Regions from separate parts of the Muntiacus reevesi genome. Here region 2 is linked to region 1. The links are chromatin contacts, called in public Hi-C maps. All regions are on one chromosome and are shown on one strand. Each heading gives the region's core, a stretch centred on a gene start, on an enhancer-like site or on the middle of the called end of the contact. The rest is flanking DNA. Distances are from core to core; before and after follow the strand shown. Region 1 holds the start of TIA1 (TIA1 cytotoxic granule associated RNA binding protein). Region 2 holds the start of MXD1 (MAX dimerization protein 1).

Region 1 (5,540 bases), core at 303-2,802:
GATTAACCATTAATCATTTTTTTGTGGACAATGTGAAATGTTCAGAACAGACAAATCTATAGAGAGGGAAGATTAGTGGATTGGGGAGGAGGACTGAGATGGGGTATTGGGAGTGACTTCTAATTGGTAAGGGTTTCCTTTGGTGGGGGGTGAAAATGTTTTAAAATTGATTGTAGAGTGGCTGCATACCTCTGTAAATATACTAAAAAACCATTGGATTATACACTTTATACACTTTTTTTCCTTTGACTGCCAGTACACAGTATCTCAGTTCCCAGACTAAGGATTGAACCCAGGCCATGGCAGTAAAAAAAAAAAAAGCCCAGAACCATAACTTTTAGGCCACAGGAAATTCCTGAATTATACATTAAAAAAATTTGTATTGTTCACCCTCAAAATATTAATATTTGATGTCTCTGAATAAAATCCCAAGAATGTACCACAAATTCTAAATTCAGTTTCAAAAATGATTATCTAAAAGTGCTGCAGTCTAAATGAGCTACTTCAAAGAAAACATCACATTTTTGGGCATGTACACTTCCCAATGTTTAAAAAAATTTTTACATAACTTAAAATGCAATACAAAATGCATAATGAGTATACTGACGTAATTTTTCTGCCTCCCTGGAAGAGGTTAAAATTTGTATATCTTCTTATTCCTTCAGGTTTAGAACTCTTGGATTGATTTGTATTAAATGACTGTTTCTTAAATATTTTCCAGTGTACATTGATTATACCAAGGAAATTCAAATATAAAGAAAAATTCCTCAAAGATCTGTAAATATATTCCTGGCTCAAAAATTTGGTTAACACCAAGAAGACAAATTCTTAATGAAACTCTTACTTTTTTTTTCCGGCTGCGCCGCGTGACTTGGGGGATCTGAACCAGGGATTAAACCTGATTTCGGCAGTGAAAGCGTGTAGTCCTAAATACTGGACTGCTAGGAAATTCCCGGAAACTCCGTTAATTTAAAAAAAAAAAAACATTTTTTTTTTAAGTGAGATTTTTCCATACAGAAAAAGTAGGGACTTCCATTCAACCGTACCAAAATGAAAGAAACGAAATCATCTCTTACCTGAAAAGTAACAGATAATGTAGACTCTCGGTAAACTTCTATTTTTAAATGAATAAATCTTCATTTGGGAACGAACGTCCCCGTGTACTTGGTCCTAAGGTATTTCAGCATGACCAGCTTCCGTCAGCGCCGCTGGTGTAGTGGTATCATGCAAGATTCCCATTCTTGCGACCCGGGTTCGATTCCCGGGCGGCGCACGCTGTTTTTGTCCCCCCTTTGCGTAATTTTTATAGTCTTTCTTCTCCTGGAAACACAATTTTTCATTTCCATGAAGATTTATATTTTACTATAAATTACTGTTGACACATTCGAATCTGGAGGTGGAATTCAAAAATGTTGACTCAAGTTATTAAACAGTTAACCTTTACGCCTGCGCAGTCCGAGACAACCCCCTGGCGTCGTTGGAAGCACGGCTGCGCAACAAGTTAATATATGGACTGAGGTGTAGCCTGGCGGCCGGGAGGTTGAAAGTGCAAAATTTTTCTGCGCCTGCGCGGCCCGGTCACTTCCCTGGCTGTTCCAAGGCTGCCGGCTCGCCGCCATCTTGTATTGGGGCTTCATTGTTCGCGCTGGGCCCGGCAGTTTAGTGTAATTGCCGCCGAAGAAGGAGGCGGGGTAACCTCCGGTCAGCCGAGAAACCCGGCTATCCCGCAGCCATAGCCGCTCAAAAGATTTGTGAGGTAGTAAAGGGTAGGGAGCTGGACCTGGAGGCGCCGCCGCGACAGCAGCAGCCATGGAGGACGAAATGCCTAAGACTCTGTGAGTCTGGGGCAGCGATGAGGGGGGCGGGATGGTGATCGTCCCGGAGCGAGCCTTTGGTTCTGCGCCGCTCCCCAGCCTATTGTTCCCCGTGGACTCCGCGTTAGCACGGTTACCCTCTCTGGCGCTCACCTGGATGTCTAAGGACCGAGACCCAGGCAGTGAGGACGAAATGGAAGGAGAGGGGGCTCAGCCTCTAAATTAGTCCGTACACCGTAACTGCCCCTACAGCGTGGCCTTTGGCCTCGTCCCAGGCCCTCGGCGGCCTTCGGCCTGGAGAAAAGACTTTCATTCAAACCTCTTTTTAGAACTCGGCGAGCCTTTTTGTCCCATGCTTGCTTTCTCTCCCGCATCCCCTCCCCCGCTTCTCGATTTACCTCTCCTGATTTTTACAGCCGTCTCGCTTTCATTTTACTTTGATTTTCTCCAGATACTCTTTCTTTCATTTTCTTTTCATTGATAAGAATTTTTGTCTTGAAAATCCGTGTACTCATTTTCAGGGGTGTAAACTTTATTCTCGCACTTGCCAACTGGGAAAAAGCCAGTTGTTTTTTCTTAAACTTCTCTTTGGCTCTTTTTCTGTGGCAACCCCCCCATCCCCGATCAGAAAGCCCCAAATCGGACCCTCTAAGGATTTTGAAACTGCTCTTTAAAAATGGAACTCTCGCCCGGAGGTATATATCAACTGAGGGGAACTGGATTTAATGCTTTTTTATCTTCGCTTTCTACTTTTGTGATTGACATGTCGTTGAAAGAGCGGGGAGTTTTTAATGAAGCAACAATTGATAAGTACCTTAAGTAAAATATTTAGTCACTTCCGTGAATTTTCGTAGTGTTAAGTGGTCTTAGTTTGGGATCATTTCTTTGTAGCGTAGCTCTTCCCCCCCGCCCCAGGCATTCTCCTTTGTTTTCGAAGTACTGTCCGATGAGGTGATCCTGCCTTTGTTGCTTTCCTCGAAAATAAGAAAAAGTCCAAATTTTGACGTAGCTTTCTTATTTTTATTCTTAGAATATTGGCAATTTGAGAACCCTCTGCTTTAAAAAAAAAAAAAATACACTCTTAGGTTTCTTTTTGCAACTCTGGATATTATAGTTGTTAAGAAATACAATGTAGTCAATTATTTTTTTCAGCGCCAAAAAAGTTTCGTTTTTTAATCTATGAGAAATATAGTCACTCTTTTCTTAATAAATAGAATTTTTTGCTAGTTTATCTCATGTTAGTGACCTTTAGTGTCTTTTTACTAGGATGCAGCAATCAGCACGTGACTTTTGTTTTTTGTAATATTGTATCTGTAGATGAGTACTCCCTAAAAACAAAAAATCGTTAACCCCATAGAGTTTATGGAACTCTTTTTTCCCTTTTGCCTCTTCACTACAAGTATGATATCCAACAGCATACTAGATTAAGAAACTGCCTGTCTTTTTATATTATAATGTCTTCAAGGTTCTTATTTCAAAATTTTTAATTTCAGTAGCTGCCAAAAATAATCTGATAACTTAACCTTTTTAGTATGTTGATTTGGGAATATCAAATAATGAAGACAACTTCAGCTTTCCCAGGCCAGTCTACAAAAACATGTAGTACTAGTCTAGGGGCAGAGGACCAGCCATTGTGGGAGAATTAATGAAGGAAGTTTTATTCAACAAATACTTGTGTTCACTGTTAAGTCCTTTATGTGCTTGTTTAATCCTCATCAGAATTCTGCAGTAAATGTGTCCATTTTGCATTTAAGGAAAAGCTAAGATTAGAATTTAAGTAAGTCATCCCAAGTCCTACACCTTTTTGTTCATCAGCCTGCCATTTTGCTGTCCTCAACTTTGACTCAACATTTATGACTGATGCCTTGTATACTACCAGAACACCCCATCCAAGAATCTTTTACCCAAGTTGTCCATACTCTAGCGTTTCCTAATATCTCCTCCCTTGCTTCTACCTTTCTCAACCAAAGCTCCCATTCTTCCAGTCAAACCAATCCTGATTAAATATGAGTAGGTGCTCATCCCTAAGTTTTGCCAGCAGTGTTTTTACTTTTAATATAAAATGTTTGTGTGAATAATTTGGGAGTCAGAGACTGTTAATATGTTCTTAGCAATGTCTGATCCATGGTAAGTGATCAATAAAATTGTTTTAAAAACAGGTACAGTTTCAAGCAGTGAATCAAGATTTTACTCATTCTTGAGGGTAAGATACAGTCTGAATTTCAGTACTGTCTGTGTACCCAAATGGCTCAGAGGAAATATCTTCATTTGCCCCAAATGAGTGTTCAGTACTGCTTCTTTATAGAGACTGCCAGTATTCAGTTTCTTGTCAGCAGTACTCTGGAAATGGTACAGTTTACCCTTGAACAATGCAAGGGTTAGGAGCTGTAGCCCTTGAGCAATCAAAAATTCATGCATAACTTTTACAGTCAGGCCTCTGCATCTGTGGATTCAACCGATTGTGGATTGTGTAGTTCATATTTAGTGAAAAAATCCATGTACATGTATGAATGGATCCACGCAGTTCAAACCCATGTTGTTCAAGGGTCAGCCATATTGTGAGAAGTGATTTGATTCTGGATACGTTTTGAAAATAAAGCTACTGGAGTTGCCAGTCGTTTGATGTTGAATGTGCGAGTGAAATTGACAATAACTTTAATTTGCAAATGTGTAATTATCAGTCATCTAGAATGTTAGTTTGTTGCAAAATAAAATTAAAAATGAGAACTGTCTTGAGAGCCTGGATGTCTTGGTAAGTCTTTTGGGCATGTGTGTGTGTGCCCGGTTGTGTCTGACTCTGTGACCCCCATGGATTGTAGCTCGCCAGGCTCCACTGTCCGTGGGATTGTCCAGGCAAGCATACTGGAGTGAATTTGTCTCCCATCTCCCTTATCTTTTGTGTTGCATGCTGATTCTTTACCTCTGTGCCACCTGGGAAGTCTTCTCTTCAGACTGATTTGTTTGCAATTGGCCCTTTGTATCCACTGATGTGGAACCCTCAATATAATAAGCCAAATTTAAGGAACTTGAGCATCCTTGGGTTTTGGTATCCAGGGGAAGAGGCAGGTCCAAGAACCAATCCCTTCAGAGTAACAAAGGATGGATGACTGCATATGGTCTAATACCCAAGTGAAGGAGATGCCAACTAATAAAATTAGAGGGTTTCTGCTATCATGCAGCAGACTGTCTTTTGTAAAAAAGAGACAGTTAAATAATAGTAAGGTTATGATGCTGGCATATAATATTTATCTTATGTACTACGTGGCTCTTACCAAGTTCCACCCTCAACTTCAGTGGAGCTTGCTAGATTGTTCATGGAGAGATTACATACTGTCCGGCAAGAGTAGAATCATCTCCCCAACACATGGGAAAAGAACAAACACTGGCCTGCACCCATTTTATCCTCTTCTGCCTGTCCAGCCCATCATGGCAGCAAAAGGTGTCCCTCTTCCCATCAGAAGCAAACCCCAGGTAAAGGACTTAGATGTTAAGGAAACCAGAATATTATCTTGAGCTGCAGACACTTTGGGGCTTCGCAGGCAGCTCAGATGGTAAAGAATCTGCCTATCTGCCTGCAATGCAGGAGACCTGGGTTTGGTCCCTGAGTCAGGAAGATCCCCTGGAGAAAAAGATGGCAACCCACTCCAGTATTCTTCCCTGGAGAATCCCATGGACAGAGAAGCCTGGCAGGGTACAGTCCATGGGGTCGCAAAGAGTCAGACACGA
Region 2 (6,201 bases), core at 3,542-6,041, 290 kb after region 1:
GCCAGAAATGGAAACTGAACCTAGATCTGTTTCACCCAAAGCCCATACTATAGGTGATAGTTTTTCTAAAAAACAGGAATTAAGAACCGGATCTCCATGAGTCACAAACACTGACAAACACGGGGGAAAGAAAGAAAAACATGTAATCATGATGGTAAGTTTTAAATATGTCTTTTCTCATGGTTGATAAATCCATTAAACTCAAAAGAAGAATAGAGTAACCCAGTCCTGACATATAGAACACATTTTCTGGTTTTAATGGTTAATTGGATCTAAAAGCTGATTCTTTACGGCAATTAATAAATACACTGAAGATAAAAGTTTTCAAAACACAAAAAGCTAGAATTGGGGATATAAGTTTATAAAAATTATAAAGATATTATTTTTAACTGCATGTTATTTGTAAAACAAATCTGAAAATAGTAATGAATATAGTTTTTACTGATAGTAAAAACACTGATTTCATTCTTAATTTTGGATTCTGTATACTTCTATATTTTCTCTTTGATTTTATTATGAACATTTAGCATCTCTTTATTCTTTCTCTTACCCTCAACTCTTTTTTTTAAAAAAGCCAGTCTTATTTCAAAATCATGATCCTTCCCCTGGAGTTTTAGCCTGATTGAAAATCACACTTATAAAATTAAAAAAGGAAAAATGGTTGAAATCTGAGTCAGATATAGCAAAGGAATCATTTAAACACCGACAGGTTTAGCTTAAATTCCAAACAAAAATAAATTATATAATATATAAAATCAGAGAATTACGACTAAGGAATGGACCTCTTTCTGTCAGCGGAGGGAGAAATCAGTAATCCAGTAACACCAACTAGGAAATTAGTTAGTATCATGAACTCCAAATGGTGTCTGATGCCACCTACTGGACATCAAGCAGTAAGTATAAAACAAAGGGTTTTTTCTTGTTTTTCTAGCAATTATTTTGTACAAATATATTACAATGACCAGTTAGATAATCTCAAAGTATAGATTTCGAAGAATTGAAATCCTAAAATGAAGAAGTGATTACCCCCAGCATTTGGCACTTCAAAGGCATTACACAAGCACTAACAGATGGATAGGCAAAACCCTCAAAATAAGAACTTGAAATTCCAGAATGTTTTAACCTAAATTTTATGACCAGAATTTTAAGTAAAAAGCTATGTGAAATAGGATAAACATAGGCTGACAACAGTTTATATCCTTGAGCAGGTATTAAGCTAAACTGATAAAACTGGAAACTAAAAATATATTGAAAATGGGAAGCACAAAAGATTGTATTTGTCAAATAATCTTTACTGTATTTTTTTTAAAAGCCCTAGTTTCCTTCCTCTGAGGGGTTTATACTCTAGGTGGGCAAAGGACAATATGTAAATACCAGTGCTGAATGGCAGGTTTATTAACTGCAATGGAACTTCTGACAGACAGGTACATTTCAGTTGAGTACCTCAGAGTGCAGAGAAGACAACTGTTGGTATTCTAATCCTTTAACTGTCTAAAAAGTTCCAGAACTGCTGAATGCTGAATTAAAAAACACTATTTATAATGACATTAAAATGAATTTTGTTTTCTAAGTTTCTGAGGAACTGATTTTATTCTTCGAAGTTGAAAAATCAGGACTGTGATTTACTGTCTTAGTATTAATCCCTTTCTTTGTGGCTACCTGGGACACTCTAACATTATATACATGCATGGAAACATCTCCAAGGCAGTGCTGAGTAAATAGCTGAGTTATAAGATGATCCCTGTAGCATATTATCTGTGTAAAAAAAAAAAGAAACAAACCAAATACCTCAAACTGGGCTTTCCCCCTCATTTCTAACACTAAGTCTGCTACATATATATATATATATGTATACACACGCATGCACGTCTGGAAGCAAACACTACAAAGGATTCACAGTGAATCAGGCCTGCTCAAAAGGGATTAAGCAGTCATGTTTTAAAATTTTTATAGGAAAAATGTGTTCATTTAAGAGTTGGATAACTAAAGGTTAACTTAAAAAGTTAGGGAAGTGGAATGAAGTTTAAGTCAGAAAGACAAATATCACATATCACTTATATGTGGAATCTAAAAATAAATGGTACAAATGAACTTATTTAAAAAACAAATAGTCACAGATGCAGAAAACAAACTTACGGTTACCAAGAGGAAAAGGGGGGAGGGATAAATTGGGGGACTGGTATTGACGAATTCATACTACTATATGTAAAATAGATACGAACCTCCTGTATAGCACAAGGGACTCTACTCAGTACTCCATAATGACCTATATGGGAAGAGAATCTTAAAGAGTGGATATATGTATAACTGATTCACTTTGCTGAAGAGCAGAAACTAACACAACATTGTAAATCAACTATACTCCAATAAAAAAAAAAAAAAAGAAAAACAACACTGAGAAGTCCTTAAGTGAAGAAATGTCACTAGATTACATTCAGGTACAGGTATTCGTTGAGTGCTTTACTGGGTACCAGGCACTTGTGGTGCTGGGGCTGCAGCAGCTAACAAGACAGAAGCCCTGCTTCTGAAAGTTCAGAGACAGTAATACAGAGTGTGTCAGGCACTGATCGACTATAAGGAAAACGAAACTGCAGAGGATGTGGAGAAACTGGAAGCCTCACAAATTGCTAGTGGGATATAAAATAGTGTGGTTGCTTTGGAAAACAGACAGTGCTTCAAAAAGTTAAACATGGAGTTTAACTATATAACCCAGTAATAGCACTCCTAGCTATATACCCAAGAGAACTGAAAACATTTGTTCATACAAAACCTGGATACAAATGTCCATAGTAGCATTATTCATAATAGCCAAAAAAGTGGAACAACCCAAATTCCCATCAACTGATGAATTATAAATTACAATGTGACATGTGGGGGCTTCCCAGGTGGCACAGTGGTAAAGAACCCACCCGCCAATGCTGGAGACAGAATTGGGTTTGATCCCTGGGTCGGGATGATCCCCTGGAGAAGGAAATGGCTACCCACTCCAGTAGTCTTGTCTGGGAAATTCTATTGACAAGGAGCCTGGCTGGCTACATCCATGGAGTTGCAAAGAGTCGGACACGACTGAGCAAGCACACACATCCACAGAACAGAGTATTATAAACTATAAAAAAGGGATGTGTGTGCGCTAAGTCCCTTCAGTCATGTCTGGCTCTGTGCAACACTATGGACTGTAGCCTGCCAGGCTCCTCTGTCCGTGGGATTCTCCAGGCAAGAATCCTGGAGTGGGTTGCCATTTCCCCCTCCAGGGGATCTTCCCAACCCAGAGATTGAACCCAAGTCTGTCTTCTGCATTGGCAGGCGGGTTCTTTACCACTGAGCCACCTGGGAAGCCCTTTAAGTACTGTTTATGACACAAGATGAATGAATCTGGAAAACACTGCTATGCAAAAGAAGCTAGACACAAAATGTCACATATTGTGTGATTCCATCCATTTGAAATGTTCATTTACATGAAAATGTCCAGAATAGATATACCTTTAAAGACAAAGTACATTTAGCGGTTTCTGGGGTGGAGGGTAAGATGGATGGGGAGGGATGAGAAGCAGCTGTTAATGAGCATGGAGTTCCTTTTGGGGATGATGAAAATATTTTAGAATTACTGGCAATAAACACATAACTCTGTCAATATACTAAAACCACTGACTGGTATATTTTTATTTATTTCTGGCCATGCCACATGGGGCTTGTGGGATCTTAGTTCCTGCAAGTTAGTGCAGAGTCCTCATCACTGGACCGCCAGGGAAGTCTCTGAAATGATATACTTTAATAGGTTGAATTTTATTTCAATTTAAAAAAAGCTAATAAAATAAATAAATAAAATAAGCTAAATAAAAAAGAGTAAGACAGGGTAAAAGGATAGAGAGCGAAGGGGAGGCTGCTGTTTTGGACAAGGTAGTCAGGAATGACCTTATTTTAAGCAGTGACCTGAACAATATAAAGAAGCTAACCATGTAAATCTGAAAGGTGGGAGGAGGGAGAGGAGGGATATTCCAGGAGGAAAGGCAAGTAGGAAGACTCTTAAGGTAGATATATATCTATTTTTAAGGAACAGCAAAGAGGCAAGTAGTGTGGCTGCGTGCAGTAGCAAGGGGTGAGGCTGCAGGAAGCCACGGTCCGAACTATACAGATGTGTTGACCCACAATAAGGACTGGTCTTCACTCTAAATGATAGAAAGCCATCAGAGGCAGAAGCAATGACCAGATGTACATTTATAAGGTTCACTCTGCTGCTAGGTAGGGAATAAACTGAGGCAGAAGGGAGGGAAGGAAATCTATTAGAGATGGCTTCTGTTAGTATAGGTGGGTGAAAAATGGTCAGATTTGATGTACATCTAATCACCACAATATACACTTTAAATATCTTAAACTTGAATTTGTCAATTATATCCCAATAAATATGGGGGAAAAAAGTTGTTGGATTCAAAATATACTGTTAGAGCTGAAGGGATTTCTAATGAATCAAATGTGCCACACAGGAGAAAGAGAGGAGCGAAGGATGAGCCTAGGGAGTTTCGCTCTGTGCAAAGGTGTAAATGGACAGGCCACTCACTGAGATGGGGAAGCCTGAGAGAAGATGACAGGGCAGGGAAATGAGAAGTCATTTCATCTTAAATTTGAGGTGCCTACTAATCCAAATACATCTACAAGACTGGAATTCAGTGAAACAGTAAGGCTAGAAGTACACAATGAAGAGCCACGGCAGAAGACATTTGACGCTTTGTGAAGGGATAACTCACCAGAGGCAGACAGGAGAGTCTAGGGGTTGGGCCCTGGAGCACTCTGACATTTGGATACTTAGAAGATTTGGCAGAATTTATGTCTTCGGAGAGGGGCAGCCTGTTAGAAGAAGACAAGAATGCTCCATCTTTGTTATTCTTACAGAATCAGATGATCTGATGGATAAAAGTTCCTTCAAAGCAAGACTTGATCTCATCTCTAGATCTTTAAAGATTTCTTCCTCTTCCTTTTCTTTGGTGTTAGCTCACAGAGAGTGAACCTATTGCTCTATTAGGTATTCTCAGATTATTTCTTTACAAAGTATGCTGCCTTGAGGATCTCAAGTTAGTGTGCTGAAATGACAATCATACCGAACACCACACTAAAATGACAATCTAAATACCCATTGTTTGATTTGGAGCATATTATTTCATTCCAGAAATTTTAGCTTCCCAATAAGACAACTGGGTGTGCTTTTCTTTAGATGTGCACAAATGTGATCAGAAACAGTCCTTATCGCAGATACTTTACAGATAGGCTGTATTTCGGAGGGTCAGGATATGGGAATCTACTCAACTCATTCGGCAAAAAGTCTAAGCAAAATAACCCAACTGCTTGGGGGAGCGACACTTGTGCAGTGGGTACTACAGGCTGACAGCTGATGTGGCGCATCTAACCAACCATAATTGCTACCCTTAAAAAGAGGCAATAAGGTTTCCCTGATGGCTCAGTGGAAGAGAATCCACCTGCCAACGACAGAGACACAGGTTTGATCCCTGATCCGGGAAGATCCCGTGTGCCGTGGAGCAGATAAGCCTGTGCACCACAACTATTGAGCCTGTGCTCTGGAGCCCCAGAGGCACAACTGCTGAAGCCTGTGCAGGGGTCCTGGAGCCTGTGCTCCACAAGAGAAGCCACTGCAGCGAGAAGCCCATGCACCACAACTACAGGGTAGCCCCCACTCTCTGCAACTAGACAAAAAGCCTGCAGAGCAAAAAGACCCAGCCTACCCAAAAATAAAATAAATAAAATCATTAGAAAAGGAGTTGGGGATGGACAGGGAAGCCTGGCGAACTGCAGTCCACGGGGTTGCAGAGTCAGATACAACTGAGTGACTGAACTGAACTGAATATTACCTACTCTGATAAGAAACAATCTTAAGATGTGGTAGTAAGTGAAAAAATAGGTGCAAAATAGAGTGTAAAGTTTGCTTAAATTTGAGTAATAAAAGACACGTATAACATATAAATTATATGCTTATGTATTCATGGAATATCTCCAAAAGGATGCAGTTAGCACATCATATTGTGTTCCATGTGTTTATATTGGTTACTCAACACTCCCCCCCACCCCCCGCCAAATTAAAAATCTAGCCACAAAGCCTCAAATATCAGTGAGACAGGACACAGAATAGGCAATGGTCATTAGAAAAGGAGATTCCCTCAAATAAGAAAAAGAAAAGTTTGCTGAAAGACAAAT

What was found. Hi-C and Micro-C count contacts between places; a contact is called where the count stands out from the background.
Region 2: a contact with region 1 is called in a Hi-C map of blood, with 5 times the contacts expected there. The contact joins the promoter of MXD1 here to the promoter of TIA1 in region 1. A contact is called at or near these places in 2 of 3 Hi-C or Micro-C datasets (blood and muscle).

What each region holds. Positions count from the first base shown.
Region 1 is chr3:36,561,015-36,566,554 of mMunRee1.1, forward strand. TIA1 (TIA1 cytotoxic granule associated RNA binding protein) reads left to right here and starts at 1,553. Exons shown (of 12, transcript XM_065928976.1): 1 at 1,553-1,835. The coding sequence starts at 1,810. It overlaps TRNAG-CCC (transfer RNA glycine (anticodon CCC)), which reads left to right and starts at 1,203; the gene lies at 1,203-1,273.
Region 2 is chr3:36,844,642-36,850,842 of mMunRee1.1, forward strand. MXD1 (MAX dimerization protein 1) reads right to left here and starts at 4,792. Exons shown (of 6, transcript XM_065928996.1): 1 at 4,743-4,792.